Linked DNA regions of Hordeum vulgare: region 2 is linked to region 1. A link is a contact called in public Hi-C data. All regions are on one chromosome and are shown on one strand. Each heading gives the region's core, a stretch centred on a gene start, on an enhancer-like site or on the middle of the called end of the contact. The rest is flanking DNA. Distances are from core to core; before and after follow the strand shown.

What was found. A called contact is a pair of places that touch in the nucleus more often than the background predicts.
Region 2: a Hi-C map of leaf shows a contact between it and region 1, with 8 times the contacts expected there. The contact joins the promoter of LOC123398482 here to the promoter of LOC123398381 in region 1. A contact is called at or near these places in 4 of 6 Hi-C or Micro-C datasets (leaf and seedling) and 1 of 1 datasets of contacts at active chromatin or transcription factors (embryo).

The regions. Positions count from the first base shown.
Region 1 is chr1H:26,648,358-26,650,903 of MorexV3_pseudomolecules_assembly, forward strand. It overlaps LOC123398381 (protein SENSITIVITY TO RED LIGHT REDUCED 1), which reads right to left and starts at 1,281. Exons shown (of 1, transcript XM_045092888.1): 1 at 90-1,281. The coding sequence starts at 1,265. The coding sequence ends at 387.
Region 2 is chr1H:26,912,598-26,915,143 of MorexV3_pseudomolecules_assembly, forward strand. It overlaps LOC123398482, which reads left to right and starts at 1,268. Exons shown (of 3, transcript XM_045092979.1): 1 at 1,268-1,313; 2 at 1,474-2,546. The coding sequence starts at 1,479.

The DNA of each region.
Region 1 (2,546 bases), core at 31-2,530:
GTCTTATACTCATAGAATTGTCTGAATCTTGGAGTATTTTGGTAGAGACGTAGTAGTATATAATCATAGAATTACAGTGATAAATTTCATTAAGATGCCAACTCTGAATCTTTGAATATAATCTCCAATCAGGCAATACAGTCATAGAGTTACAGTGATAAATTATGCTCAGATGCTAACTCTGAATCTTTGAATATAATCTCCAATCAAGCAATACAATAATAGAATTACAGTGACAAATTATGCTCAGATGCTAACTATGAATCTGTGAATTCATCTCCAATCAAATACTAGTATACAATCACAGAATTGCAGTGATAAATTTTGTGAAGATGCCAACCCAGAATCTCCAAATGCATCTCGAATCAAGTACGTAATACACTGGGTTACAGTGATAATTTCTCGAAGGACAAAGCTTGGGAACTTATCTCCGTCCTCTGGCCGACGTCTTCGTCCACCTCGAAGAAATGCCAGCTCGTCTCGTTGAACGCACGGGCGAACCAGTCCTCATCGTCCACATCCCCGGCGTCGTCGATCCGCTGCTCCCACGCGAACCGCGCTGCCTTGAGAACAAGATTGGCCTTGGCGGCGGGCCCCGAGCGGTTCTCTTCCGCCTGCAGAGCGTACCGCCGGAAGCTGTTGCCGAGCACGCAGACGCGGCGGAGCTGAGCGCGGGGCTCCCAGTTGGCTCCGAGGAGCGCGTCGTAGAGCGACGCCTCGCAGTGGGGCATGTAGAAGAGGGTGGGCTCCTCCACGCGGCGGCCGCACCCGTCGTCGAGGCTCGGGACGGCGAAGCCGAGGGCGACGGCGACGGCGCACTCGACGGCGGAGAGGACGGGGTCGAAGAGGTCGGCCGTGGCGGAGGCGCTCGCGAGGAGGTCCCGGCGGAGGAGGGCGGCGAGCGCGAGCTGGAGGCGCGCGGCCGGGGAGGACTCGAAGCTGCCGACGCCGAGGAGGGAGAGGCGGGAGGGGGCGAGCGAGGCGAGACGGCGACGGAGCGGGGAGTCGGGGAGGAGGAGGCGGCGGTAGAGGCGGGAGGCCTCGATCCGGGAGATCGCGGCGCGGGCGCGGTCGAGGAGGCGGGAGACGCGGGTCGGGTCGAGGGATGGGTCGGAGGGCGACCACGGGATCGGGGTCAACGGGAGCGGCGGCGGGGCGTCGAGGTGGGAGGTGGTGACCGTGGCGTTTCCCCTGCGGCGGCCGCGCCGTCGGACGACGGTCCAGTCGGCAGCAGCTGCGACCGCGACCGCGGCGGCGGCGGCCATGGGTTGGGGGTTGGGCGGACTGGACTGGGTTGGGGGTTGGGGGTCGAGAAGAAGGTGGTGGATGGAGGCCGTCTGATGGCGAGACTGGACGGTCCAGATACTCGAGACGGGCCGATTAGTGTGCGAGGAAAGTCTGATTTAAACTTCGAGGTTGTAGTCTTCGTCCTAAATGAACCTTTCCCTTTCTATCCCTAAAGTTTTTGAAACGAAGACGCTTGGAACGTCCAACTTTAAAGTTATTAAGTATTATAAAACACAAAGTTCAAGATCACTCATAACGACAGTAAAGGTCACTGAGCTAAGCCAAAATAAAGAGACAAGGAAACATAAAATAAATGCACTAGAGCACCAGATCCTTCCTCCCGACGCCATACTAGAACTCCAAAGGTGAAGATCAGCTATGAAGAATGTCGAGCAAGCGAAAGGATGTTGCGGATCCTTTCCATGGTAGCTCCCATGTGCTCAGCATCTCGATGCTTCCCCAACGGTGTCCACATCTGTAGAAACAGATGACATTTAAAAATAACATCAACTGGGTGGAATGGAAAACCTTTTCTCGATTGTAATTTTGTTCCGGAACCTCTAAAGTTTATACTATGTCCTTTGTAATCCCGATCGTTTTCAACCCTAAGCCTTATCGTCATATAATGTCTTATGCTAAAGTGACAATTCCTTCACAATGTAAAGTATGGATCAAGAACCTTATTGAGAATTAGCAACCAACAGTCTTTAGTAATTGAAGCAATTGCAATTTATCATAACATCGAGAAGAGTCAAATGAGAGCTTGTAAAGCAAATCCACATACTCAATCATCTTTTAGTGTTCTACAAATGCTAAAACTCACGTGGTACTCATTAGATCAAAATTTCAGTTGGACATAGAGAAAGATAGGGGCTTATAGTTTCCCCTCCCAACTACTTATTTCAAGGGTAATGTCAACAATAATAATTCATGAGTACTTACTTCCAAGTTGACATATGAGTATAGATCTTTCTCTAGCACATGACGTTAGCCAAGATAATGGCGAAATAAGGAATTGGTGTCGATCACCACGACTCTTTTTATGATAAAAGGTAAAGGTACAAGATAGGCCCTTCGCAGAGGGAAGCAGATGTTGTCATGCGCTTCTGAGGTTTGGATGTGTTCTCTCTTAGTGTGGAGAAACGTCACTTTATATTGCCTCCTGTGATAAAGAACTTTATTATGTAGTATGTCGCTTTTATGTCTTCCTCATCACAGATTCGTACAAAGCTTATTTTCCACACACTAATAGGTCATAC
Region 2 (2,546 bases), core at 18-2,517, 260 kb after region 1:
CACCCACTTTTATTAACGCACACACGCACACCTTCCGAGATACCGAGTCGACACAACTTTTTAAGATTGTCGAAGTCATCATATGCGACTCGTAGTCGACGCAGACGTCTTCTCCCACCAAACGAACATCGTTGGAAGCATGAAATATATTCAGGGAAATGCGAGCACCAGCGCGAAGTCTAAAAGTTGAATCCCGATGGTCTACTTCACCACAAGAAATCTAACCATTCACACACACACATATATATATATATATATATATATATATATATATATATATATATATATATATATAGTTGATCCCCATCACTGTATTTATCTTAATATGTGCAGGTGTCACCTCATTAAAGGTCGATTCAGTAATTTGGATACGCAAATACGGTAATAGTTGATCCACAAATAATTTCTAACCACATAATAATCAAATGCATATCCTTATAGTTTGTACTTTCAGTTTTAGTTTGGAGTATACTATCAATCTGAATACAAATACTTCACATGATTAAATCTCATTAAAATTACACCGCAACGACTGTCTTAACAACGTGCGAAGTATCATCTTGTTTTTCGGCATTTATGCACCAAACATTAACCCATCATTTCAAACCTATCAACACAAATAAGTACCGACTCTAATCCATATTACTTGACGACTGTACTTCCTCCGTGGTATCAAAGTAAGTGTCTCAACTTTGTATCAGTTTTAATATAAAATTGTATTAAATTTAAGACACTTATTTTAAAGACTAAGCAAGTATTAAAATGAACGATAATTAATATGAACTAGAGGGAGTAACTTAGATACGCAAAAACCCTCATCGGATATCAATCGAGGCGAAGTCGGGAGCCGAGAGTGAAGTTAAGCACACTCCACAATCCCAGTTAGTTCCCGCGCAAAACCAGAGCCCCCTCACGCCCCTGCCCGCCCGGGCCCAGCGGTCAGGTACAGGCGGGCCCACCCCAGCCGAGCGCCCCCTCTCTTTCCCCTCGCTCTCCTCCTCCTTCCTCCCTCCCACCTCGGCTCGCCCCGTCTCCTCTCCCCCCCTTCCCCTACCTCCCCACCCCCCGCCTCCCCACCCCACCCCCACCCCCACCCGGACGCGGACACTTTTGCGCCCGGCCCCCTCGCCCCCTCCGTAATCCCGCCCCGCCCGCGCATCCGACGGCTCCCGCGGCCGCCACGTCTCCGTCGTCTTCCTCCCTCCCCCGCCCCACCCACTATTTATCCCCGCCCCCCGCCCCCCGCCCCCCCACCACACCCCCATCGCCGCCTTCCTAGGGTTAGGGTTCCGCGGCGCGCCTGCTCTGCTCCGGTGAGTTTCCCCGCCTTCTCCCTTCGATTCGTTCGCGGGCGCGGCCCCGTGGGCCCGGGCGGGGCGGGGCGGGGCGGGGAGGGTTGGATTGGGATTCGGGGGGGAGCGGCTAGGGTTTTGGCAGGCGCGGGTCTTTTGCTGAGGATTGGTTTTGGCGCAGGTGGTATGGCGATCGTGAGGGCCGGCGGCGCCAGGGTCCAGCGGCTGGAGCCCGGCGGGGAGGAGGCGGGCTCCACGGAGGACGAGGAGGAGCGCTCGCCCGCCACGGCCTCCGAGGGGTCCGAGGCCGAGGGCTTCTCGGCCCAGGAGGAGAATGGCGGCGGCCACGAGGAGGAACAGGAGCAGGAGCAGGAGCGGGAGGCAGAGGAGGAGGAGGACGACTCCGGGATGGGGTCTGACGAGCTGGAGATCACGCAGCTCGGGGAGGCCGGGGCGGAGATGTGCCAGGTCGGGGACCAGAGCGTCGCCCTGCCGCTGGACCTCTACGACCTCCCCGGCCTCGGCGGCGTCGTCTCCCTCGACGCCTGGAACGGCCTGCTCTCCGAGGACGACCGGCTCCGCCTCGCCGCCTTCCTGCCCGACCTGGACCAGGAGACCTTCGCCCGCACGCTCGTCGAGCTCCTCCGGGGGGACAACTTCCACTTCGGGAGCCCCCTGGCCGCCCTGCTCGACCGCCTCAAGGGCGGCCTCTGCGACCCCAGGATCGTCCTGTACCGCCGCGGCGCCCGCTTTGCGGAGCGGCGCAAGCATTACTACCACCTGCAGAGGTACCATAATTCGATGGTGCTGGGGCTGTGGGACACCAAGGACTGCTGGAAGAGCTGCAACGGGTACAGCCTTGGCGAGAGGCTCAGAGCTATGGATGCGATGAAGGCGCAGCGGAAGCAGAGGGAACTGGGTCTGGTTGCCCGGGCTGGGTCAGAGACTGACTCGGAGAGCAGGGAGTCTGCGGAACAGTTATTGACACGGTCGAAGCCGGATAAGATGGGTCTCAACAAGGCTGGGAAGTTAGGGAAGGAAAGGTCCAAGGGCGTTCTGCGGTTGGGTGTGTCAAAAGGTGTGGGTGAGGAGTACATTGGAGGGGCTCTCTCAAAGCTTTCTCGTCCAGATAATGCTTACGGGTATGATGCCGGAGTCGCGCATAGAGGGAAGCAGCGGAGAAGCACAGATGGCCTTCATTCTGAGGACCTGGGATATGACAGGGATTTGCCCAGGATCCGGTCTCAGAGGCCG